Regions from separate parts of the Mus musculus genome. Here regions 1, 2, 3, 4, 6 and 7 are each linked to region 5. A link is a contact called in public Hi-C and promoter capture Hi-C data. All regions are on one chromosome and are shown on one strand. The core of a region is the stretch at or near the end of the contact, and the rest is flanking DNA. Distances in the headings are between cores, read along the strand shown. Region 1 holds the start of Sh2b1 (SH2B adaptor protein 1). Region 2 holds the start of Spns1 (spinster homolog 1). Region 3 holds the start of Eif3c (eukaryotic translation initiation factor 3, subunit C). Region 4 holds the start of Xpo6 (exportin 6). Region 5 holds the start of Stx4a (syntaxin 4A (placental)). Region 6 holds the start of Cln3 (ceroid lipofuscinosis, neuronal 3, juvenile (Batten, Spielmeyer-Vogt disease)). Region 7 holds the start of Nfatc2ip (nuclear factor of activated T cells, cytoplasmic, calcineurin dependent 2 interacting protein).

Region 1 (3,652 bases), core at 420-2,919, 1.4 Mb after region 5:
TCTAACTCCATGGGGGCAAGATGGCACCTCTAGACAAACGTTCGTTATGTGCAACAAGTTCTTTATCTATATCCATCTTCTGGGTCACTTGCCTCTGGGTTCCAGGATAGCACTTGATCTAGTCAGCTAGTTGGCTTTGGAGATTTTTAATTTTTTTTTTTTTAAATTTTGAGACATGGTTTTCATTGTTTATCCCTGGCCATCCTAGAACTTGCTGTATATACCAGGCTGGCTTAGAACTCAGATATCCACCTGCCTCAGCCTCCAAAGTGCTGGGATTAAAGGCATTGCTCCTTACTGCCTGGCTTAAATTTTCCAAAATTAATATTATTTTATCTTATATGTGCGTTTTGCCTGCCTGCGTGTATGTACGTGTCCCTGTTGAGGTCATAAGGCATCAGATCCCCTGGAGCTGGAGTTATAGTCAGTTCTGAACCACCATGTGGTTGCGGGGCCTCTGCAAGAGCTGCTAGTCTTTTAATCACTTAGCTCTCTTTCCAGCAGTGTGACTTATTTACATTTTATTACCACTTTGTTTATGTGTATGTGATGGGGGGGGGGTATCACACATGTGTGGTGTGTGTGCCATGTTCTAAGTCAGAAGCCAACTTTCCAACATCCTTTCTCTTTCCACAGTGGGTTATGGGGAGGGAATTCTGGCTAATCAGGTTTGCATAGAAAACACAAGCACTTTTACTGAAAAGGCATCTCACTAGCCTAATTCTGAAAATTTTATTGATGATCTTAGAAAGAGTGATACTCCTTACACTGAGTTGCTTAACTATTAGGATTTAAATTTGAATCTATGGAAAACCATCTTGCCACACCAAGAAGACTAGAGCCCCTCTGTGGGTGAAAGCGACCGACCGCACGAGTAGAGTACAATCACAGATGACAAGCTATAGACATAATCTTTTGGGCCCTGTCAATGATCCCAATCTACTCTGGCCTTTTCAATTACTTCAGCTGTAGTGACGCTGGATCAATGCGAGCTTGGGTTGCTAGAAGGTATTTGTGCGCAAGGTCTCAACAGCACTTTGTACCTTACTTCGTCATCCCTCTAACTTGCCCTGAAGCCTCTCTTGAACTTCAAGCTCTATCTCTATGTACCTACTGATGACCCGCAAGCATGTCCAAAACTGACCTCACTATTGCTGTCCCAACTTTAGTTCCCGTCTAAGGTAGAGCCCTCCAGGACCACCTTGTCCCTTTCCCCTAAAAGACCAAGGTCGTTAAGTTCAGGCTCCGCCCACTCCACTCGGCCTCCCAAGGTCACCGCTACATCGCTCGCCAGATCCCTGGGGGCGGTGTCCGTGTACCCCTCGATGCAGGGCCAGGCGCTCTAGGCTGCAGCCAGCTCTTCAAAGAGCTTTATCATCTCGCTGATTTCTTTTAGTGGGCGGCTACTCTCTCCGCTCAAGTGGCTTCTCTATGGTTAACTTCTCGCCTTTGTCTAGAATTTGCTTCGGATGACGGACCCAACGCCTTCCCACAGCTGCCTCAGTGGTTCCTTTTAGGTACAACTGCCGAAGCCACGGGAGCTTAGTGAGACCTGTGTTGGCGTAGCTCCTGAAAACCTCGGCGCCGAGAACGATGGCGGAAGTGAATACGAAGGTGCCCTCCTTCTTACTGCTCTTCTCTATGGTCGCTTCCTTCCGCGTCGGGGAACCCGTCCCAGCGCCTGCGCAGAAGCGCGTGCTGGGAGCCCGTCGCGGAGGCGGGGGGCACAGGGAGCGGGAGCTGCGGCCGTCGCCGCCGCCGCCGCTGCCGCCGCCGGAGCTAAGCGCGGGGACCGAGATGCAGGTGGGACCGGAACCGGAACCCCCCTCTTCAAGTGCCTCTTTCCTCTCCGGACTCGACCCTGTCGTCTGAGAAGCCTGGGCGGGGGTGGGCGTGGGGGCTCGGGGCTGGAGGGGTGCTCGGCTCCCGAGAGGGCAGCAGATAGTTGGTCCCTCGGAGGCTCCGGCCCAGGGGCTTGTGGAGGGTGTCCAACGACTAGGATCGGGTCCGAGTGATTAACCACGGGGCCCGGAGGGTCCGAACCTGGAGCGCAGCCTGCACCCTCCACCACCCGCCCTTCTGGAATGTCAGAACTAAGCCAAGAGGCAGGTGCACCGGAAAACTGTGACTGAGCCGTCTTGGCAGAAGAGAAACTGAGTCACCAGTCCAGGAACCGCAGGGTCAGCGGGCCTGAAGGGGGCTGGGTCGGCCAGTAGTGCTGAGGGCTGGGTGGGCCTGTGTGAGCCGAGGTAGCCTCTGGCTGGGGACTGTCTCTGCCGTGCCTGCGCCTCTTGGCCCCGATTCCCCTGTGCTCTGTGACTCCCGCATCTCCTGGCTGCTTCTCCCTGGTTTGGAGTTGTCCCTGTGGTTGGAGCCATCGGAGTATGTAGGAAAGGCCAAGGAGGAAGGGGAGGGGGGGGGGGTCTCTGACTTGCAGCTTGGTTGTAGGCTTGATGAAGAGGCTGGCATCACTGATAGTTTGGGTAGACTTTCCTGAGCCGTCCAGAGGTGTCTCCTTTCAGTCGATCATAGGGCAGGACCACTCACCAAAGAGCCACCGGTTGTAAATTACATATGGAGCTCTGTCACTTTCTAGCTGTGATGTAAGAGTTGGGGCACCCGCAGAAGCGCTTCCTTTCTGGAGCGCAAATGGGACCCATCATACTGTCCTCCCCCATAAAAAATAGTTACAGTGGCAGTGATGTCTTGTGTGCTTACTGTGGAAAGCATAGACATGTTCCTTGTCATTTCATTTCTCCTGACAACTGTAGCAGGTAGCGGTTAGTAACTGTGTTTTACAGAGACAAAAGCTAGGTTCACACAGCTAACAGGTGGACTGAGCTGGGGCTTGAGTCCAAAACTCACAGGTACACTCCCCAGGGAGTGAAAATTCCTGAGCCCCGGCTCCGTGCGATGCCTTACTTCTGTGGCTAGTAAAGACTTGTCCTGACCCAACACACCATCTCTTTTTCTCTAGCGCTGCTATCACTCAGCCCTAGACTGTAGGGGCAACCCAGAGATTGGCCTTCAGCCAATCCAAGTCTTCCCACAGGGCTTAAGTGCTGGGTTATAGGATCAGCTTCGAAGACAACTGAGCCTTCAGTCCAACTTCCACTCATTGGACCTATGATGCAAGGTCTTTAAAGGGTGTAATCCCTGCACCCTTTGGTCCCCTGAGAACAGAGCAGTGGGAGCTGTGGTCGAGGCTGGTCCAGCATATCCCTGGAGACTAGAACTGTGCAGTGGGAAATGCGGTAGACTCTGAGTTCTGGAACTTGTTTGAATCTCTGTTTGAATCTCCGTTTCCTCATCTGTAAGAGGTTAGTAAGTTGTCTAAGGAAAGGTAAAATGACCTTGTAGAGCCCTCTGGAATGGCACACTTAAAATGTGTGATAGTTAGGGAAGGTTTTGTCTTAGAGAAGGGATGGCAGTGATCTTAAGAGTCCCCTGTGGGGTAAGATGCTCCAAGGCCCTTTCCTGGGTCCCACAACAGGGAGAGGGGTGACAAAGGCAGCAGGATTGGGCTTAGCATCCTTCATCCCTGGGGTATATGAGGGTTATTGATCTTGAAGAGGGCAAAACAGTTTAGTTCTCTTCGCCTGTTGCTCTCTGAGGAGCCTGGAGGGGAGTCCCTGGCCTGGGCTGAGATATA
Region 2 (3,655 bases), core at 537-3,036, 1.5 Mb after region 5:
TTCTGGAGGCAGAGGGAGGCAGGCAGATCTCTGTAAATCCCTTCATGCTCACTGCTCCCCTCCTAACCTTCAATCCATCTGCCACGGACTCAGCTTTTCTCAAATGCCAACATGATTTAAAAAAAAAATTTTTTTTGAGATAGAGACTCATTAGATAGCCCAGATAGAGTCAGTTTTCTGGGTTCAAGTGACCCACTTGCCTCCTGAGCATGTGGGATGCCTGGTGCGTGTGTCCAGACACTAGGTTTTCATTTGAATTGAGTAATGCAGTAGGCAACCTATTATGTCACGTTTCTTTCATCTCACAGTGTTTTACGTTTTTAATCTTTTATTACGTTTTTATTTTGTGTGCATGTCATGGCACATGTGTGAGGTAGAGGACAGCTTGTGGCAGGCAATCCTCTTCTGCCATTTGGATAGGGACAGAACTCAGATTGTCAGTATTGGTACCAAGTATTTTATCCTCTGAGCCACCTTGCTGGCCCTTACCTATTTTCGAACTCTCAATCTCTCTCTCTCTCTAACTTTCTCTTTCTCTCTCTCTTTCTTTCTCTGTCTCTGTATCTCATCATTATCTAGTCCAGGCTGACTTAAGACTCAATACAGTCCAGTCTTCAAATCCTCAAACTTTTATCTGCCTCTTCCTCTGCTGTGCTGAGAGGGATATTAAAAAAAAAAGATTTATTTTCTGTATATGGATACACTGTCGCTCTCTTCAGATACACTAGAGTAGGGCATTGGATCCAATGGTTGTGAGCCACTATGTGGGATTTGAACTCAGGACCTCTGAAAGAACAGTCAGTGTTCTTAACCACTGAGCCATCTCCAGCCCCAAGAGGAATCTTTAATTTTTTGTTTTGTTTTGTTTTGTTTTTTGTTTTGTCGAGACTGGGTCTTATGTACCCAAAGCCACATTAAAGTTAACTATTGCTATGTATCAAGGACCACTTTGAACTTCCAATTCTCCTCCTTCTACCTTTTGCAACGGGCTGGGTGAATGAGGTACTGGGGACTTGAGCCCAGGGTTTCAGGAATGCTTGGCAGTATTTACTATCAACTGAACTACATCCCAGTTCTGGAAGTGGGATCACAAAACAGTATTTTCATAGAATCATAGTATTTTGCATTCAGAATGTATGTATATTAAGGAAAACTAGCAACCTGAGACGGTTCGCCATGGAACACCTTTAATCCCAGCCTTCTGAAGGCAAAGGCAGGTGGATGCCTGTGAATTGGTGGCCACACTGGTCAAAAAAGGGAATTCCAGGACAGTCAGACATACAGAGAAACCTTGGAAATAAAAGAAAGAAAAATGAAAAAACAAGCCAAAAAAAAAAAAGCCTCTGCTCCGTGGGTGCTGAGATAAAAGGTTTGTTTAATTCACTGCCACACCTAGTGGGATTTTTTTTTTGTATGTTTTGTTTTCAAGACTAAAGGTATTAAAGGCATGTGCCACCAGCCAGATTGAGTTTGTTGTTGTTGGTTTATGATAAGGTTCCTCCGTGTAGCCCTGGTCACCCGGGAACTTGCTCAGTAAACCAGGCTAGCCTCGACCACAGAGATCGGCTGCCTCTGTCTCTTTAGTGCTGGGATTAGAGCCATATGCCATTTTTTGGTGCAGGGTACATTGCAGTTCATTGGTTCTGAGCCTCCGCCTGTCCTCCAGGAGAGACACCAGAGGGCGCGAGGACACTAGTCTTGGTTGGAGAAAAACTCGAGGCCATAGACAAAACATCCTCTTCCTCCTAAACTCTAGCATCTTTTCTTGGAGGCAGGGTCTCACTCAGTATGTAGCCCTGGCTGACCTGGAACTCGCTATGTAAACCAGGCTGTCCTTGAAATTGCAAAGATCTCCGTCCTTCTGCCTTCTCCTGGGACTAAAGGTATGCGCTACTACGCCCGACTCTATAGGAATCTAAATGTCCACAGTGAAAGCTCATGATTGGTAAACAAAAGGAGGCAGCTGCTCGCCGCTATTCATCCAACAATTACTGAGCAATGAAGCCATCAGCCAGTCACTGAAGAAGAAAAGAGGAAACAACTCACTAGCATCTGTAGAGATGTAATATTTCCAAATAATCCACTATCTCGTGAAATCGGATAAATGGGTATTCCATCTAGGCGATTGATTACACCAGCTTGCGAGGCCCCCTGGAGGCTACTGGTGGAAGTAGGAACGAGCGTCGGGTTACCATAGCGGAGGAGCCCTAGAAACCCTGGAGGCTTCCGTAGGCGGTGGCAGGTCACGTGTTCAATCCTTGCACCGGGTGACTTTCTCCGGTAGGGCTCCGGTGTCACATGACCTGCTCTTGGGCAACATGGCGGCAGTTGTGTTGCTGAGCTTGGACTGAGCAACAGCGAGTGTGGCGCGCTCCTTCCCGGGCTTTGGAGTGCGTCAGCGTGAGAAGAGGGACTGGGTCCTGGTCTTCCTGCTCCTGTCCCAGCGTCACCTGCACCTCCTGTGTGCTCTCCTCTGTCGGAACCAGAGGGAATGACGAAGCCCAGGGCTTTTCGCAGTGGTGCACTGTGCATCGGACCACGCTCCTAGGCGATAGTGGGCAAGTCTTCTCGCAGTCCTCTCTCCAACCTCCTTCCGTCGGAGGTAGGACCGAAGCGTGGGCGGTTGCGATTCCCCAGGGACCATGGCCGGGTCCGACACGGCGCCCTTCCTCAGCCAAGCAGATGATCCTGATGACGGGCCAGCGCCCGGCCATCCGGGGTTGCCAGGACCCATGGGGAATCCAAAGTCCGGGGAACTCGAGGTCCCAGACTGTGAGGGGCTACAGCGCATCACTGGCTTATCTCGGGGCCATTCGACCCTCATAGTGGTGGTTCTGTGCTACATTAACCTCCTGAACTACATGGACCGCTTCACCGTGGCAGGTACGCACTGATGCTCCGAAGAAGGGATATAGGCAAGGGAGAAGTTCCCCAGGATAGGGTCGCCTCTTGGCGCTCATTCTTTGTTTTTTCTTTCCAGGGGTTCTTACAGACATCGAGCAGTTCTTTAACATCGGAGATGGTAGTACTGGCCTCATCCAGACTGGTGAGTGAGGCTACTGCCCACACAACCCCTCGTTCTTAATTGCCTCAAGTAGGCCTACATACATGCAGGTTTGCCTAGTGAAGCTTTAGTGGCCAGGGCTCTTGGAGGCAATGGCCGTGGCTGCTCTTGGGCTGTCCACTTGAGCTGGGACATCGCACAGAGGGAGCCAGCTAGTTATTATGAGTCGGTAGGCAACACACTCATCCACTTTAAGCCTCATTTTTCTGGTCTGTAGAATGAAGCTAGTAATAAAATGGGCTAGTTCTTTAGACTGGTGTGAGGACTAGGTCATGCCTTGTGTGTGGCACATAGTGGGCACCAGGATACAATGGCAGGAGTGCTTGGCACTGCTGTGGGGGGAAAGTCTCCATTTCTGAGAGCCTATTATGTGCTAGGTCCTAGTAGTGCGCCCTAGAAGTGGTAGGGGCCCTACAAGGACGTTGGCCAGGTATTCTTGCCTATAGTTCTGTCAGCTGAGGAGTAGCATTCATTGCCTTTCCTATTTGTACTGGGAGAGCTACCTGTATTTTTATCAGAAGAGCTAAGATTTGCCCAGGGTCACATAAGCAAAGAGGTGAATGAGAATTTGAAACAAGGTTTTCAAGTATT
Region 3 (3,706 bases), core at 828-3,327, 1.3 Mb after region 5:
TGTGTGTAGGGGGGGTTGGTTTGGTTTTGTCTTGGTATAGCCATAGTGAGTGTGGCATCTCCTTCTGGTTTTGATTTGCATTTCCTCTATTAGTAAAGATATCGGACATTTAAAACTGTTGTTGTGTGTAGAGTTCACAACATAATCACATGTGTGAAGGATTTAGAGGTGTGACCTTGCCAGGCTTGATGGTGCATGCCTTTAACCCCAGCACTCCAGAGGGAGAAGTTGGAGGTTTTCAGAGCTCAAAGCTAACCTGGTTATGAGGCAAATTCCACTAGGACAGCTGAGGTTATAAAGAGAAACCCTGTCTTGGAAAAAAAGAAAACAGAAAAAAATAGGTGTGGCCTTGGAGGAGGTGTATGTCTGGATCCCACACTCTTCCCAGTTCTCTCTGTGTGTCTCTCCCCCTCTGCCTCTTTCTGTGTCATCTCTCAGCTTCTGCTCTGGCGCCATGGCTGCTGTCATGTCCCTGCCCGGTTGATCATGGACTCATCCTCTGAAACTGTAATCCCCAGTGAGGTCTTTCTTCTATACGTTGCTTTGCTTTTGCATGGTTTCTTCATAGCAACAAAAACGGACCTAATCCTGGAAGCTGAACTCTGGCAGGCAACATGCATACACAAGAGACTGGCACTGGGGCCACGCTGAGGTAGGCACACAGACATGCATACACTGCCAGCAGGCTAGCAGGCTAAGGTGAAGCCTCAGGCCTCTGACCTCAAGGCCGTCTTTATATAAAACCCACCCAACAGTGCCATTTTGCTAGAATTATACTTCACTGTTTATTTTTGGGCACCCCAGACATCAGTTGGTGAAATGCTTGCCTAGTATGGATCTAGACCCTGGGTTCCATACCCAGTACTACAAAAATCTAGGCCTTGTATGTTGCAAAGGCCACTAGGAATTGGGGGAGGTGGGAGGTGGTAGGGTGGTAGTCAGGGGAGGTGGTCAGAAGACAACTATCAGGAGTTGTTTTTTCTATTCTGTGGCCATAGGGAACTAACTCAAGTTCTTACGCTTGGTGACAAGTGCTTTTTCATCTGAAACACCTCGTGGGTCCAGTGGCTAGCTAGTATATGCTCATTCTGCACAAGGTACTGTCCCACACACATCATATGTTCTCATTTTATTTTCCTAATATCAAATGAACAAGTGCTATTATTCCCCTTTGTTTGTAGCACAGGGAGAAGAGCAGAGAGAGATTAGAAGTTAGAAAGTTTGCCTAAGAAAACGGTAAAGACAGGATTCCAACACTCAAGATCTATGAAGTTTGCTTAAACCTGAGAAACCATGCTCTCTTCTGAAGCATATATATTAAAATTGGAAAGATAAGGTAAGATTAGTATGGCCCCTGCACAAAGATGTCACACAAATTTGTAAAGCGTTCCGTATTTTTAAAATCCTTTTCTAAAACAAAACAAAACAAAACAAAATGACAACAACGACACTCCTCCAAAACCTCGCAGGACATCGGCATCAAGCTGACACCAGCCCTTAGATTCTTACTCTGAAGTTAAGATGGGCGGCCAGAATACTTTTTGTTTTTTTGTTTTTTTTTTTTGTTTTTTGTTTTTTTTTTCGAGACATAGTTTCTCTTGGCTGTCCTGGAACTCGCTCTGGAGACCAGGCTGGCCTCGAACTCAGAGATCCACTTGTTTCTGCCTCCTGAGCGCTGGGATTAAAGGTGTTGAGCCACCTCCGCAGGCTTCAGAGCTTAGCTTTTTTTTTTTTTTTTTTTTTTTTTCTTTTTTTTTGGCCCAGTCTGGCCTTGAACCCATGATCCTCCTGCTTCACCCTTTCTAGTGTAGGGAATTACAGACGTGCACCATGGGGCGGTTACTAAATTCTATATTGTCAGTCTTGCAGCCTAGTCCGGGCGGTCCTAGTGAGCAGCCAGTCAGTCTTAGTTTAGATAAGATTTAGAACCTCGGCTACTAATTCGTCCCAGGCCGTGTATAGCGCAAAGGCCACTGGGAATTGTAGTTATTTAGCGCATTCTTTGGTGCTTCCGGGAAGTGACGCCCCCCCAACCTTTTCCTCTTCCGGCGTCGTGCCTGTCTCACCTGCTCAGAGGGACTCGGCAGCTTAGCTGGTTCGTGTCTCTTGGGCCTCGTGCTCCGTGGAGGGCAAGGGGGAGGCCGTGCAGGCGGGAACGGGGGTCCGGGTCGGGAGATGGTAGCCGCGGTTGCCCCCAAACCCTGACGCCGCGGGTTTCCTCAGGTTCCGGCCGCGAGCGCCTCAGCCCTTCAGCGCCGTCGCCATGTCGCGATTCTTCACCACCGGCTCGGACAGTGAGTCGGAGTCGTCCCTGTCCGGGGAGGAGCTCGTCACCAAACCGGTCTCCGGGAACTACGGCAAACAGTGAGCTGGGGGCGCGGAGGGGACGGGTTTGGCGGGCTGCGGGGGCTCGGGTGGGCGAGCGGAGCCATGGGCTGGGCGCGTCTGAGAAAGGAGCTCTCGCAGCGAGCTGGGGGAGCCCTCGGCGTCCTCGGTACCGAGGAGGAGGAGAGGTTTTCCGTTGCTTAGTATTGCATCAGCTCTTAAGGCCTCCAAGTCTGCAGCCTCGTAACTCCTGCCCACATTCCATCTCTCGCATCCCTTCCCGCCCCTTGACTGTGGCTTTCGGAAACTCCCCGTATCGTAAATCTTCCCACTAAGCTTAGTCGTTATGATTTGTACTCATGGAGGGAAACCCTCAGTGCTTGGTTAGTTTGGCCCTGAAATCCGGTCGTTTGGCTCTGCGTGCCAAATGCTAAACACTGCTGTGTTCATCTTTATTTACTGTCTTTTTCTCGATCTCTGTAAATTAAAACTTTTTGAACTTTGAAACAGTTCTCAAAACAACATTGTTTTTGCTGTGTACCTGAAGGGTTTTAAGACATACTTACCTCCACAGAGACTTTTTTTTTTTTTTTTTTTTTTTGGTTTTTCAAGACAGGGTTTCTCTGTGTAGCCCTGGCTGTCCTGGCACTCACTTTGTAGACCAGGCTGGCCTCGAACTCAGAAATCCGCCTGCCTCTGCCTCCCGAGTGCTGGGATTAAAGGCGTGCGCCACCACGCCCGGCGCTCCACAGAGACTTGTAGAGAATTGTAGATGAATATCCAGACATATCCATGTGACTGCGATAGCATAACACTGTCCAAAGTGGAAAAACTATCACTTGTCCCATATTAAAAAAAAATTGTCAGGAAAAGTTAATACCATGGAAAGAAAATAATAGAGACACTGTTGCTAACTGAATGCTTTCACCCATTATTGAAAAAAATACAATCAAAGAGAGTGTTAGAATTCACCAAAACTAGTGGCCTCTCCTATTTTGGGAAATGTTTCTTTTTAGAATCTGGCTAGGTACCAGCTCCTTGGAGCTTTTCCCATTTGTTAGAGTTAGGGGGCCTTTTGTCTGCTGCTTTCTTAGGTACTTGTAGCCATATGTGCTGTTAGACAGTTGTCTCATACAGTCTATAAGCCTTCTGTTACTTGTTCTTGGGGACATTCTTGTAGATACTGTCAGGGTTTACAAGAGACCTCATTTAGAGTTGCAGCTGCTTAAGATGAGTATGAAGAACAAGGATCAGAGAAGAAGATGGTATGCATGCCTCGGTTCTCATCTGATAAGAGAAATAACACTAGCTAAGACTGAAGGGTAATGGTCTCTGTTCCTTTCATACAGGCCTTTGTTACTGAGCGAGGATGAGGAGGATA
Region 4 (3,567 bases), core at 810-3,309, 1.6 Mb after region 5:
GGCTCAGTGGTTAAGAGCACTGACTGCTCTTCCTAATGGTCCTGAGTTCAAGTCCCAGCAACCATGTGACAGCTCACAATCATCCGTAGTGAGATCTGACGCCCTCTTCTGGTGTGTCTGGAGACCGCTACAATGTACTTACATATAAGAATAAATAAATCTTTTTTTTTTCCTTTTTTTTTTTTTTTTTGAAAAAGAGAGAAAACATCCAGAGGCCCCTGAAAGATTCCAGAGCAGAGAGAAAAAGTAGATAGGAGATGGGCAGGGCCATCTGGAGAGGAGAGAGTTGGGGAGACAGGGAGGAGGGGGTGGAAAATCATTAAGTTATAAGGTGGATGCGTAGGTGGGGGTGGGAAGCAGCCATGAAGTTTTAGGGTAGAGGGAGAAGGTGAGAAGGGTCAGGATGCTAGTGTGGAATCTTTGAAGTGAGTAACAAGTACTTGTGAATAGGGACCTCAGCAGCCTGGAGGCCACGTGGATATGCTGATAAGTGCCATAGCTATAAGTCAGTGGAGAGCCAGGTGTCCCTTCTGCCAGAAGTAAGGGAAAGGACTCCTTTTGGGGGAATAGGAACTTGTTTCACAAGTTTCCTAGGAATTCTGGCTTTTATCTAACACCAGAATTCCTTCTATAGTCCATCTTGAGCTCATTCTGGATATGTGGACTGCCTGAGACCTAATGTGTGTGTGTGTCCCTGTGCAAGCATGATACTAGTGTGGTCAAAAGACAACAATTTGTGGTAATTTATTTTCTCCTTCTTCAATTGGGTTTTGTTTTAGTCACTGTTTTATTGCTGTGAATATATACCATGACCATGACAACTCTTGTAAAAGAAAGCATTTAATTGGGGGCTTGCTTCCAGTTTCAGATGGTCCGTCTATCATCATGGCAGGGAACAGGTCGACATGCATGGTACTGGAACAGTAGCTAAAAGATACATCTGATTCACAAAAGGAGACTGGGTTTGCCATTGGCTTTTTTTTTAAATGTTTATTTATTTATTTATTTATTTATTTATTTATTTATTCTATGTAAGTACACTGTAGCTGTCTTCAGACACTCCAGAAGAGGGCATCAGATTTTGTTACAGATGGTTGTGAGCCACCATGTGGTTGCTGGGATTTGAACTCAGGACCTTTGGAAGAGCAGTCGGTGCTCTTAACCACTGAGCCATCTCACCATCCCTGCCATTGGCTTTTGAACTCTTTTTTTTTTTTTTCTGAGACAGGGTTTCTCTGTGTAGCCCTGGCTGTCCTAGAACTCACTCTGTAGACCAGGCTGGCCTCGAATTCAGAAATCTGCCTGCCTCTGCCTCCCAAATGATAGGACTAAAGGCAAGCTCCACTACTGCCCGGTGACTTTTGAACTCTTAAGGCCCACCCCGAGTGACACACATTTTTCCAACAAGACCACACCTAATCATTCTAATCGGTTTCAAATAGTGCCACTTCTGATGACTAAGCTTTAGATATGGGATAGGCATTCTTATTTAAACCAGTACAGGTTCTGAGGATTGAACTTAGATTGGGTTGTCAGACATAGTGGCAAGTACCTTTAAAGGCTGAGCCATATCCCATAAAAACTTATTTTATTTACATGCATGTTTGTGTACCTATATATGTGTATGCTATGTGAGTATGGGTGCAGGTGTCTCCAGAGTCCAGAAGAGGGTGTTGAGTCACCTGGTGTTGGAGTCTGGAATTAGGGATGAAGCCAATTTAGATCGTGACACTAAGTGTTTCAATTTCATCCTGTGACACTTTCTGGTCCTAGGACCCAGAACTGTGGACTGAATGAATAAGATCCCAGGAGAGCACAGACCAGCATCGCCGAACTTCTAGTCCGGTGTCAGGGTCCGGAAAGATGCTCAGAAAAGATTTGCGGAATGAATGAGTGAAAAGAAACGAAAGGGAAACCTTTCCTTTACCAAAATGGCCGCGTGTCCCTTTACCAACGCGGCGGTCCCTGGCCTCTTGGGCGGGGACGTGGTGGGCGGGGCCAGTGAACAGTCAGGTGCGGCCCCGCCCTCCTCTGCCCTCACTTGATTCCGGATTGGTCCGGTTCCAGCGCCGCAGCAGGCCGCGGGCTGAGGGGCCGCCTGGTGCTCGCCACTTCCGGCGCGTTGGGCTGTTGGCAGAGGGTGGCCGCGAGGGGCGAGCCGCGGCTACTGGTGGCGCGCAGGGATGCGGAGGGAGCCCGCCGCGAGGACAGAGGTGGCGAGGACAGCAAGGGCCCGCGGGCCTCTCTCCTGAGCCGGCCGCGCCGCCCAGGCCCAGGCAGCCTCTGCCCCTTCAGTCTCGGCTGAGGCCCGTCGCCGCCTCGGGCCGCGGAGGCCGGGGAGTCCCTGCCTGGGCCCGCAGCCTCCCTCTCGGGGGTCGGGCCCAGGCGGGGGGCCTCGTGTAGCCGCCTCTGAACCCCATTTTCTGCTTTTGCGTTTCCCCGGGGTGGGCCGAGGTCTGGATGAATCGCTTCGGGGGGTCCCCGAAGGGGCCCGTGTGCTCCTTTTAAAGGTGCCGGCGGGGCCCGGGTAGGGAACCGGTTGTCTTTGCATGGGCGGGGGACTCCCCGAGCCTGCCGGGACCATGACCTGAACTGTGCGAGCGGGACACGACGGATCCCAAGAGCTAGCTCACCTGAGCCATCCCCTTCCCGGCCAGCATGGTGAGTGGGTCCAGGGACCGGGTTGGAGGGGTGGCAGTGGGCCTCAGAGCAGCTGAGCCATCTCTTCTTCCCTGAGGCGGGGAGAGGCGCGTGCGAGCCTGGCCGGTGACACATGCGTGCAGGGTGTGCAACCGGCTGTACGCTCCCATTGCCCCCACCCCCACCCCCACTGGATGTCTTGAGTAGCGCCACGGATACAACCCCCTGCCTCACTGTTGGCTGTGCCCTTGTGCAGCAAGTCGTGATTATCAGTATCATTTATTTATTGATGGCATACTGTGTGTCATTTCCTTTGCTAAGTCAGTGGTATGTATTTTGTTAGTATATCAACCCCCTGATTGGAAATGGGGGATACTTGAGGCAAGAAGCAGTTAATTACTCTGCCCAAGGTCAGTTGACTCTTTTGGGTTAGTAGCACTATTTGAACATAAGCAATCTGTTATAGAACTGGCTGGATTTTTGGAGACCATCTGTCCAGCGGTAGGTTTGCGTTTGCAGAAATCTAAAGTAGTATTTGTAGAGGTTACTGGTTACGGATACAGACGATGGCAGAGTCAGCAGTGGGGTCTTTGGACATCTTGGTTGCTGTTCTTTTTGTTTTCTGCTCTGGCCTTTTCCTTGGAAAACTATGCATACTTTCAGGTCCCACTAAAAAAAACCTCTCTGAAAGGAAAATACCTCCTCTTCTTGCAGGCTTTTTAGCTTTTCCATAGTCCTTGGGGTTTGTGTACTCAGAGCAGTTGGTTGAGTGCTTGTCTTTTGCCATTTTAATGTTTCTGAGCCTTATCTGCCCATCACAGTAGGCAAGGTGAAGTTAGTCCTCTGATTCTTTATCTGCCTCAGTTTGGCATCTAGCCCATGATGAGTGAGTGCCCAGCCTGGGTTTGAGCACTGATCCCCCCCCCC
Region 5 (3,426 bases), core at 631-3,130:
GAAACAATGAATGAAATCCCTTGGTCCTAGGAAAGTACAACCCACCTGGGTTTTCTTCATCCTTGTGTTGACTGAGTTGTAATTCTCATCAGCTTCCTCCTTCTGGGGCTCTATGGCTGTGGGAGAGACACAAGGATGGATGGGAAGAGGGGTTCCTCCTGAGACTTACAAACATTGTTTGGGAGACCAGCTGCATTCTGTTGGAGGTTAGCCTGATCTACATATTGAACACACACAAACCCATTAATAAAAGTGTAAGCCATATAATAAAATATTTTAAGTGAATTTTTAAAAAGTGATTGGAGACCAGATCAGGGCCACATCTACATTCCAGCTACGTAGTAAGGAGTTTCTTGTTTTCTAACATTTTTATTACATAGTGACTATGAACAGGAATGCCTTCTGGTAGTAATGCATAATGGAGGAGGAGGAGAAGAAAAAAGAAGGAGCGAGCTTTTAATTTAATCTCAGCACTCAAGAGGCAGAGAAAGATGGATCTCCGTGCATTTGAGGCCATCCTGGTCTATATAGGAGGAAGAGGTGGAGGAGTAGGTGAGAAGAGAGAAGGGAGAGGAGAAGGGGGCGAATTCTGAATTTCTGAGATATGTTTTTCTTTGAATTACACCAGTGGGTTCCCACAAGCGTGGAGGAACCTCTCATCTGCTTGCCCAAAGAATACACACTGGCCTGAAAGGATGAGAGCAGTAAGTAATTTTGAATTTAAACTTAAAATAATAATAAAGGAATCTGAGAGGCCATAATGTGCTCTGCAAAGTACCATGGCTTTGATGCCATGGGACAGAGATCCTAGACCCAAGTCTGCTGTGTGACCTGGATCTATCACTTGACTGTATACAACAACTAGATACACCAGCAACTGGGCTGAATCAAAGGGAAAGATATGGCTGAGACCCTTGAAATTCATTCACCTTTTAGCTGCGCCCGGACCTCTCTCCCCAGCTGTTTGATCTCCTCTCGCAGGTTCTGCAGGCCCTGCTTCATGCCTAAACGAGAAAGCCAACACTTCTAAATCACAGCCTCTCCCACAAACCAAAACCAAACCCATCCTGGCCATCACCTGAATAAAACTACATCCCCCATAGTCCACCGGGCTGGCGTGCGTGAGCCCTAGGTTTCGCTTACTCTCCTCGGGAAGAGGCGTGGCCAGGATGGTGACCTGCTGTTTCTCCAACTCCCGGACTTTACTCTCCAGTTTGGCCATAGTCTGCCGAATTGTCTGCACCTAGGAAGGATCACCAAGAGGGCTGAAGACTTAAGTGTCACTCTAGTCCGCCCTACTCCTCGGTTCTCCTGACCCTTACCTTCTGGAAGAACTCGTCGTCCGGGCTGCCCAACCGGGCAGCACCTGAGTGCACCACCAGCGCGACTCGAACCTCATCTTCATCGTCTGAGATGTTATCCCCCTGCCAGGGCCGGAGTCATTGGCGACAGTTGCTCGCTGCGGTTCTCGCCCCGCAGGAACCATGGGCTTCCGGGATTTTCCTTCCTGGCCATCAGCCACCCGCCCGGGACCCAAAACCAGGAGTCCTCACTCCAGCGCGCCCGCCCGGCCCCGCTTCTCCTCACTCCAGGGTGTCCTCACCATCCCGGTTTCTCACCTGCCTCAACTCGTGGGTCCTGTCGCGCATGGTGGTCGGAGTGCCCTGGACCCGAGCCCAAAGGGCCTCAAGGTTCTAAATTTGGAAGTCCTGCACCTCTCTCACACTTGACACCCCCTCCCTCACCCAGCGAACTCCAGTACACCCCGGAGCCGCCAAAGGCCCCACCCCTTTCACCATCCACAGTCGTGGGGAAGAACCCGATCATAGGACCCCCAAAGTTCTACAGGTTGGAATTCCCTTCTCTTCCCCCCATCCTGCTCCCGCAGCTGCCGCCCCGCCCCTCGGGGGATGACTCCGAGCATGCGCGCGAGGGCTCGGCTCGTCCTCGCTAGAGGGAAAGGCGGAGGTCGGAAGCAGTGGCAGCCGAACGGAAGCGAGGCTGCCTGAGTCCAGAGCCCGCCCCGCTGCTCCCCCCCCCCCCACTACCGGAACATCTCATATTGGAGCCGAGATCTAGTTGCCCAAAGGGTTGGGAATGCGTCATTTGCACGCAGTCTGAGAGCCTCGTATCTCACATCACCCCATGGCGCCCCCTCATCACGTGACAGGCCGGGCCCAGCTCCGCGGGCTGCACGCCCGACCGCCAGTCATGTGTTCCGGCCTGTCAGCGACGTCTCGGGCTTCAGTCTCGCGACGTCCCCGACACCCCAGCGTCTGAGCTGTGCCCCAACAGCTTCTTCGAGGTGGGGAAGGGTACACTGCCTACTCTCAGCCACCTACTAAGGATGCTCTGTAGAATTCACTTTTTTGTTGTTTTAATTTTGGGTCCTCGGGCGTGGGCAAAGTGAAGACTTGCATTTGGGGCTGTCAGTATCATGAGACCTTGGAAATCAGGAAATAATAAGACCCGAGTCTCCAGCGTCAGGGAATTGCAGGGTTTTGTAGGCAGAGAATCTGGGGGTGGGAAGTGACCTCAGCCAAGGTGGCGCTCCCCCCGCTGCTCCCCCGCGTCCTCCTGGCACAGCCTCTGACAGGTGGGCGGCCTATGCCCCGAGTGAGCATTGCAGTCCCGCTGAGCTCGCTACCTTCTGAGCAGCACGACAATTCCAGAGCAGCTCAGACTGAGAAAAATGTACTGTTACCTCCGCAGCCCTGCCTTACAGCTGACGTCTCAGCATGACTTGCTTTTCTTTAACGGAATCCCCAACACCAAATTCGGTAGCTGCCACATAGCAGTCCTGCATAGAAGATTTGATCCGAATAGTAGCCTTTCCTGTATTTGAAACTAAAGCCCGTGGCTTCCTGATCTTCTTTACGCTTCTCTCACGGTGCCATTTCCCCAGATTTGTTTGTTTGTTTGTTTGTTTGTTTGTTTGTTTTTCGAGACAGGGTTTCTCTGTGTAGCCCTAGCTGTCCTGGAACTCACTCTGTAGACCAGGCTGGCCTCGAACTCAGAAATCCGCCTGCCTCTGCCTCCGGAGTGCTGGGATTAAAGGCGTGCACCACCACTGCCCGACTTCATTTCCCCAGCTTTGACCCTCCAGAAATACATTCACTTGATAGATTTATTGGACACATACATACTAGGGAATAGATACTGATATGGGCTAGCGACATATCAAGGACCAACAGACCAAAGTCCTGTGCCCTGTGGAACTTCTATTGTATAGAAGCTTCCCCCCCCCCCGCACCCCCCAAAGTCCCTCAGCAGGTGTCAGAACAGCTAAAAATGGGTATTTGAATACCTGAAAGTTCATCAAAAGAAACAATAGTCAGTCCCTTTCTGGTTCTGGGCGAGAAGCCTAGATTTCTGAGTTGCTATGGACTTTTGGAGAGTCATGTTTGTCTTTGGACCTTGGTCTCC
Region 6 (3,588 bases), core at 780-3,279, 1.3 Mb after region 5:
CCTGTCCCTCTCGGGGCCCTGCTGAAGCCCTCACCTCATTCCAGTTGCTGTGAACATCCCCTGGGGCACCTGCCGTGGCCTCAGCCGATTCCAAGGGCCCAGGCACAGCTACTGTGGGGATTTGGTGTGTCTGCTGCCCCTCCTGGTCTGAAGAGTCGTCCAGCGTTTGGATCTCGCCCTCTGAGTTGTGGACCTTCTGCTCTCGCGACTGCCCTCCCCCAGCCTCTTCTTCCAACAGCATCTGATCTCTTAGGAGCCCCTCAGTCTCCATGGGGGTTATGGACCCCTCTGCTCTCTCTGCCTGGGAGCCTAAAGTCACACCATCCGTCCCCCTTATGTCTTCTGCCATTACAGATGTCTCCATCTCTGCCTGCTCCCCCTCTTCAGTCCCATCAATTTCTTGGATATCATAGCCAGACACCTTCTCTGCTGAGCCCACCAAGCCAACTTCCTGTCCACTTTGCTTCTCTGTAGTCTCCTCCAGCTCCGTGCCTCTCCCAGCCTCCCCTCTGCCCTCGGAACACCAGGCTTTCCCAAGCTCTGTTTCTGGAGCCAACCCAGCTTCCCATTTTGGCCCTTCCTCGGTATCCACGGCCCTGATACCCACAATAATCTCCTCAGCCAAATAACTGGTCTCTGTGTCCTCACTGTCTTGCAGGCTCAGAGTCACCTCCTCCAGCCTCCTCTTCCTGCAAGTTCCATCTGCCTCCCAAGGCACTACAGCCTCCTCCTCAGCAGCCTCGTTTTCTGTGGGCTTGGATTCCTCCACTGACTCTTCTGTCCCCGCCTCTGCTCCTTGGCTTCCCTCCAGCTCCGGGTTAAGTGCTACGGAGGTCAGTGCCTCCTCTCCTCCTGACCCGAAGACCTCTGGCTGTTGGGCCTCCTGGCCTCCTTCAGCCCGGATCTCCACTGCCTGCTCGGTTGCAGTCTGTTCCTTGCCTGCTTCAGCATCTGCTTTTACCTCCTGGCTATTTCTGCGGTCCACACCCCTACTCCAGTTTCCCCAGGCTTCTAGCTCAGGGCCTGCAAACCCCACAGGCCCAGGATATTCCTTCAAGCTTAGCACCCGCTCTGGGCTCAGGTCTGGAGCTCCACTAGTCTCTTCCTGACCCTTCTGTCCTTCCTCAAGTTGTTTAGTTAAAGCCTGGGAATGTCTCACCAGCTCAGGGTCCTGTCCTTCAGTGACCTTTACTCTCAATACCTCTGGTGTCATCTGGGCGGCTTCACTCCTCTCTCCCACAAACAACTCCTCAGTGCTGACTTCTGGAGAGTCTTCCCAGTCAGGTTCATCTTTAGCCTCCGTGTCTAGGACTAGCGTAGGCTCTGTGGCCCAGGAGTTCCTTTTCTCCCTGGAGGATTCTTCTGCCCGTACCTCTTCTTCTAGACTCACTCCATTATCCCTGATGGCTAAGTCTTGCCTCTCCTCATCCTCAAAGCTGCCCTCTGTTTCCTGTTCTCCCATAGCCTCCTCTTCAGCTATGTGGCCTTCAGTCATCTCTCCAGTTCTCTCAGCCTCCAGGGTCTGGATCGGAAACCTAACTTCAGCCTCTCTCTTCTCGTCGACCTCATCCTGCTGGTCTCCCTTGTCAGCCTCTTCTAGGACCCAGACTCTCCCAGTAGTTCCTGGGAAGTTGTCTCCTGGGTCTGACCCGTATTCTGTTCCCTGAACTCCTAGGCTATCAGCCCCCTCCCTGTCTGAGACTGTCCAGGCCTCTCTACTCAACATGGCCTGGTCCTCAGACTCGGCCCCGGGGCATTGTGTCCCCTGTGCCCTTGCCCTTTCACCATCCCTCATTGGGACCATCCTCTCCTCTTCCTTGTCAATCCCTTTGGCACCAAACCATTCGATTTCTGCAACCATGTCTTTGGCCACCCAGTCTATCTCTTTGCTGTCCTCTGTCACATGCTGCCCCTCAGTGCCAGCATTCCCCCCAGGCTCGCTGTGCCAGGTTGGCTGTGACTCCACCCCCTCGGCCATCCCTGACTCTGCTGCTCTGACCACCTCCTCCTCTTCTTCCTTCTGTTCACAGGTTCTCAGAGGCTCCCCACTGCTTGCTTCCTCTTCACCGTGCTCCCAGATCTCCTGGGCTGTATTACTGCTCCTGTCTCTGTGAGTCCCAGGCTCTGCCTCAGGCTTCAGTGGGACACTTGGCTCCTGGCCCCTGGCATCCTCAGCTGCCTTCCAGGACCCAGTGTCCTGCCTTTCTGCTTGGGGCCTTGCAGAGCTATCTGCTCTCCACCCCCAGGTCTGTTCACCAGCTAAACTTCCTTCTTGGCATCTTCTAGTCTCTTCGGGTGCTTCTACCCCCTCACTCTGGCCACTTCTAAGTCCCTCCAGTACCTCCTGGGCTTCCTCTCCTACAACCTTCCCCTCAGTCACCTCTCCCAGTTCCTCAGCTGCCTGTGTCTGCCTCTCTACTGTGGGGACTGTGTCTCCTACGAGGTAGGACACAAACGCACTGAAGGAGTCCTAGAAGAGAAGAAAGAAGAGTGAAGGCACTCAGGGGAGGTCTAACCACTTCCCCAGGAGTACACTGTTAACAAAGCCCAGGTAAGAATCAGGGATCTGGACGTCTGCTAAGGGACCCCGACAAGGCCTAGCTTGAATAAGTGGGTACACTTGTAGAGGCAGGAGATTGAAACCCAGGAAGGACTGGGCTAGGAGTCTGGCTGACTGTAGGAAAGGGAGCTCAGGCTTCAGGAGAGGCTGTAAGGGAGAGGAAAGGTGAGACTACGAGGAATGGTGGAAGTTTCGGGTATCTCTCTGCCCCTCTCACCAGTGCTCCCCTCAAAGCCTGATGTAGCCCAGGGAGACGAAGCCGGAGAAAATCCATCCTGCAGGTCTCTGTGTGTCCAGAAAGCTCACAATGACCATCCGTCCCCACCCACGAAGTCCTCCCCAGCACCCAAGACACTTCCTCTTCCCCTGACTCTCCCTGACAAATCTCCACCCCAGGCCCTGTGCACCTCCCCCCTGCTCATGGATGACTTCATGACAGGCAGGGGGATGGCTTAACAGTGTCCAGGTGACTCAGACTCGGGTGCACATCTGGAACTAAAGGGCAGAGGATCGGGCCAGAAAGGGGAAAGGGAAAAAAAAAGTGGAAACAGGAGACCTCAGAATTGGGTATGGGGGAGGGGGCATTCGGCAAGTGCAGCCTGAGTGACTCAGGTCTTGTATTCGCACCTCAGCCATTTCCGCCTCCTCCAAGCCACAGCCTTCAGTGAGAGGAAGCTAGGGTTTGTGGTTCCTGATTTATTTGGGGGAGAAGCTGTAGAAGTGAGGATAAGGCCACTGGAAGTTCTGGGTTCCCATTTTCAACGCCATTAAGATTTTTCTGGGGATGAAAGGTCTGGATTGGTGCTCAATGCCCACACCCTCACCTATGGTTATTCTTGTACTGTGGTCATGTGTCCTCACAGCTTACTGTGAGTTCCTTAAGGACAGAGGCTGCAGAATTTCTAGAGACTCGTTTGGGTAGGAGGATCCTTTTTCTCACTGTTTGAGTGATCTAGGAAGAACACCACAGGAGGGCATATTTCAAACGGCAAATCTTAATGACAGGTGGTTGAAAAGACCCGGGAGAA
Region 7 (3,287 bases), core at 488-2,987, 1.4 Mb after region 5:
GTGATCTGGCCAAGGTGAATGCATGTTCTTTTATCCCAATCATAATTACTAATATTAACTCTCACATGACACAACAGACAGCAAATTATATCTCCCTGCATATATAAGATTTACAGAATAAACAGAAAGGGCTACATTAGAGTTCAAAAGGTCTCAGAAGTGAACTGATGGAGTCTGCATTGATAACTAATCAGGCCAGTGACAGGAGGGAGCTGCTGGAACCAGGATTCAAAAGCAGGAAATGGTGGCTTTAAGTCCAGGTTGGGTCAGGAGAGCAGGGGTAGGGGTAGGCAGCTGAGCAGGCCAGGCAACAGTGGGAAACTGAGGCAAGCTAAGCTCCAGAGAAAGTCAGAGAACCCTCTGCTTATCAGTCTATGATTTAGTCATCGGGTATCAGGCGACAGGATATTGTGGAGGCATACCATCTCAGTGGCAGGCATCCATCACTTTATGGGCTCCTTATGAGGAAGTCATACTCTTGGTCTGGCCTACCTGATAAGTTCTTGGATCTGGTTTCCCCAGTTTGATTTTTTTAGGGGGGGGGGTCGGTTGAGACCGGCTTTTTCTGTGCAGTGCTGGCTGTCCTGGAACTCACTCTGTAGACCAAACTGGCCTTGAACTCACAGAGATTTGCCTGCCTCTGCCTCCCAAGTGCTTGATTAAAGTCTTGTGCCACCACTGCCCAGTGATGTCTGCATTTCAAAGAGAAGACTCTACCTTGAATTGCTGAGTTGTGAAAAGGCAAGGGGTTTATTAAGACATTAGAAGGATTAGCATATGCACAACCATGGTACTGACAGTACTTACATTTTTTTCAGTTAATTTCCACATGCATGAGTGAATGCCAGCAGGGTATTGACCAGCAGACAAACATTAAACCATCAAAGACCTCTCAGAATTCAGACCTTTCTGAGTTTTGAAGTTGTATTGTTTCCCAAACGAGCTAAGTGTGCATAGCATGTTGCTGGAAAGCGCAGCTAGCTCCCAGTCAGTCTACAATCACGAGCATGAACCCTGGTGCTCTGTAGTACATTGTGCAGATAAGCGGCAGCAAGGCCTTTATCAAGAGTAACCCCGCTGTAAACCGAGAAGCATTCATATTTCAATGATCAGGAAAGAGGAGCCAGAAGGAAGCCTCTTTTCTTTGCAACAGGGAAGTAAGTCTCTTATTTTAATTTGTAATTGTCTTAAAAAGTGTTTCTGAGTTGTGCTGTGCTATGACATATATTGTTTTGATATTGTGTTTGTAGAGTATTTCAGAGGTGACATGCATGAAGGTGTTTAGTGTGGAATGGAACTCCTGCCACACAGAGGTTGAGGACACAAAAGGAATCCACAGCCCAAGATCTTCAGCTTCTAACCTTAGTTCCACAAGGCTTTTTCTGTGGCTTCCGAGAATGAGGACTACAATTCCCAGGATGCGCCAGTCTTTCACCAACCAGGAAAATGGATTTCTCTAATGGGCGGGCCCTGGGGAAGGCTGGGTCAGGAGGAAATTTAGCCAATGGATGAACTGTACAGAATCGAAACCTTTTTTGATTGTACCAAAGAGATTGGAATCTTTGGCGCCTTTGTTTTAGTGGAGGGTAGGTGATAGACAGGTAAGTAGACCAATGAGAACGTGGATAGGCGGATCCAGAGCGTGTGGGCGGGAAGAGATGATGACCGGCAGGCTGTTCGTCCAATGAAAGGGACAGACGCTAATACGGTGGGCCGGTGACTGTGTAGAGGCCGGTGTTTGTGGAAGCAGTGTGGGAGATGGCGGAACCACTGAGGGGACGTGGTCCGAGGTCCCGCGGTGGCCGAGGCGCTCGGAGAGCCCGAGGCGCCCGTGGCCGGTGTCCTCGCGCCCGGCAGTCTCCGGCTAGGCTCATTCCAGACACCGTGCTTGTGGACTTGGTCAGTGACAGCGACGAAGAGGTCTTGGAAGTCGCAGACCCAGTAGAGGTGCCGGTCGCCCGCCTCCCCGCGCCGGCTAAACCTGAGCAGGACAGCGACAGTGACAGTGAAGGGGCGGCCGAGGGGCCTGCGGGAGCCCCGCGTACATTGGTGCGACGGCGGCGGCGGCGGCTGCTGGATCCCGGAGAGGCGCCGGTGGTCCCAGTGTACTCCGGGAAGGTGCAGCAAGGTCCCCAAGGAGGGTTGTTGGGGGAGTGCTAAGACTGGCGTGGCGGGTTTGGCTTGGGGCAGTGTGTGTGTGTGATGAATACTTTTAGATTGGAGATACGAGGGGGTCGGTAATGTTAGATGTATGGAGTTATCTGGGATTGTATCTTCGGGTAGAGGGAGGCTGAGAGAGATCGAGGGACGATCGAGGGAAGCTGGCCTTCTAGATGCGCTTCAGGGATTGGAGTCCTTAGAGAAGACAAGTGCTGGAATCGAGGGAAGAGCCATTCTTGTCTTAAGTAGGGTTGGCAGGATGTGAGACCCACCTCCTCTTCCCCCTTTTGTCTTCGTAGGTACAGAGCAGCCTCAACCTCATTCCAGATAATTCATCCCTCTTGAAACTGTGCCCTTCAGAGCCTGAAGATGGTAAGAGTGGGTTTGTCGGGAGTACCCTGCACTGGCTTCTCTGAGACTTCCTAGAGTTTACATCCCTGTAGTCAGTGATATCTCCCCCCCCCCCCCGCGCCCCCCCCTCGCTCCAGCACCCTCCGTCCCCCTGCCCCCACCCCCACCCCTTTTCTCTGTGCTTCAGTGGTATCTAGGGTCTGGAGAATGATGCTCAAGTGTTATCCAGTTGACACACAATTTTGATTCTAAGTGGTATTGGGAAAATGGACTCCTGAGTCTGAGATAGGGGAAAGTTATGGTCCATAAAGATGCTGGTTCATTAATCAGAAGTCACAGGAACCTACTTAATAGCCATGTCCACCCCTTCCCCTCTTCGGGTCCTAACGGGCATATGGATATGTTAGAGTGAAGTTTGAGGTACCTACCCTTGACATTTTGATCTGTGTTATCATAATAGGGGTGAAGGGAGTTCTGAGACTCTGTGACATCTTGTTACACTCCTACAGTGTTCCATTCCTTGGGAACACTTTGGAGCCAGAAGAGTGTTTCTTTGACTTTATCAGAACTGCCCATTCTTTATTCTCTACTGATAAGTTTTTGCAAACCCTTTAATAAGGCCAGTGACTACGAGTCAAGGCTAATAGGGGAGTGATAACAGTCTGCAAAGACCTGGAACTAAGACTCCTTTCTGTTAGGTGAGGGCGTGTGGTAGGCTGATTGAGAACAGGCTCAGGAGTCTTGTGGCCTGTATTTGAATCCTTCATAACTGTGTG

What was found. Promoter capture Hi-C pulls out the DNA fragments that hold promoters and counts their contacts. Hi-C and Micro-C count contacts between places; a contact is called where the count stands out from the background. Capture Hi-C pulls out chosen DNA fragments and counts their contacts.
Region 1: a contact with region 5 is called in a promoter capture Hi-C map of liver, with 4 times the contacts expected there. The contact joins the promoter of Sh2b1 here to the promoter of Stx4a in region 5. A contact is called at or near these places in 2 of 39 promoter capture datasets (liver and pre-B cells) and 2 of 9 other capture datasets (liver and pancreatic islet).
Region 2: a contact with region 5 is called in a promoter capture Hi-C map of neutrophils, with 6 times the contacts expected there. The contact joins the promoter of Spns1 here to the promoter of Stx4a in region 5. A contact is called at or near these places in 2 of 39 promoter capture datasets (liver and neutrophils).
Region 3: a contact with region 5 is called in a Hi-C map of B cells, with 8 read pairs. The contact joins the promoter of Eif3c here to the promoter of Stx4a in region 5. A contact is called at or near these places in 2 of 39 promoter capture datasets (liver and pre-B cells) and 1 of 484 Hi-C or Micro-C datasets (B cells).
Region 4: a promoter capture Hi-C map of erythroid cells shows a contact between it and region 5, with 16 times the contacts expected there. The contact joins the promoter of Xpo6 here to the promoter of Stx4a in region 5. A contact is called at or near these places in 1 of 39 promoter capture datasets (erythroid cells) and 1 of 9 other capture datasets (liver).
Region 6: a contact with region 5 is called in a promoter capture Hi-C map of adipose tissue, with 2.4 times the contacts expected there. The contact joins the promoter of Cln3 here to the promoter of Stx4a in region 5. A contact is called at or near these places in 2 of 39 promoter capture datasets (liver and pre-B cells) and 2 of 9 other capture datasets (adipose tissue and liver).
Region 7: a contact with region 5 is called in a Hi-C map of natural killer cells, with 14 times the contacts expected there. The contact joins the promoter of Nfatc2ip here to the promoter of Stx4a in region 5. A contact is called at or near these places in 1 of 484 Hi-C or Micro-C datasets (natural killer cells), 1 of 115 datasets of contacts at active chromatin or transcription factors (astrocytes) and 1 of 9 other capture datasets (liver).

Annotation. Positions count from the first base shown.
Region 1 is chr7:126,473,147-126,476,798 of GRCm38.p6, reverse strand. It overlaps Sh2b1 (SH2B adaptor protein 1), which reads left to right and starts at 1,669. Exons shown (of 9, transcript NM_001289541.1): 1 at 1,669-1,803.
Region 2 is chr7:126,376,065-126,379,719 of GRCm38.p6, reverse strand. Spns1 (spinster homolog 1) reads left to right here and starts at 1,786. Exons shown (of 12, transcript NM_023712.3): 1 at 1,786-2,883; 2 at 2,981-3,046. The coding sequence starts at 2,643.
Region 3 is chr7:126,564,737-126,568,442 of GRCm38.p6, reverse strand. Eif3c (eukaryotic translation initiation factor 3, subunit C) reads left to right here and starts at 2,077. Exons shown (of 21, transcript NM_146200.1): 1 at 2,077-2,095; 2 at 2,224-2,364; 3 at 3,675-3,706. The coding sequence starts at 2,264. Gm25579 (a small nuclear RNA gene) reads left to right here and starts at 1,294; the gene lies at 1,294-1,399.
Region 4 is chr7:126,198,993-126,202,559 of GRCm38.p6, reverse strand. It overlaps Xpo6 (exportin 6), which reads left to right and starts at 2,059. Exons shown (of 24, transcript NM_001311143.2): 1 at 2,059-2,661. The coding sequence starts at 2,659.
Region 5 is chr7:127,840,262-127,843,687 of GRCm38.p6, reverse strand. It overlaps Stx4a (syntaxin 4A (placental)), which reads right to left and starts at 1,880. Exons shown (of 11, transcript NM_009294.3): 1 at 1,620-1,880; 2 at 1,323-1,424; 3 at 1,144-1,243; 4 at 930-1,004; 5 at 46-116. The coding sequence starts at 1,649.
Region 6 is chr7:126,584,258-126,587,845 of GRCm38.p6, reverse strand. Cln3 (ceroid lipofuscinosis, neuronal 3, juvenile (Batten, Spielmeyer-Vogt disease)) reads left to right here and starts at 2,029. Exons shown (of 18, transcript NM_001146311.2): 1 at 2,029-2,551; 2 at 3,566-3,588. It overlaps Apobr (apolipoprotein B receptor), which reads right to left and starts at 2,838. Exons shown (of 4, transcript NM_138310.1): 1 at 2,778-2,838; 2 at 35-2,470. The coding sequence starts at 2,834.
Region 7 is chr7:126,395,187-126,398,473 of GRCm38.p6, reverse strand. It overlaps Nfatc2ip (nuclear factor of activated T cells, cytoplasmic, calcineurin dependent 2 interacting protein), which reads left to right and starts at 1,737. Exons shown (of 8, transcript NM_010900.3): 1 at 1,737-2,118; 2 at 2,460-2,532. The coding sequence starts at 1,759.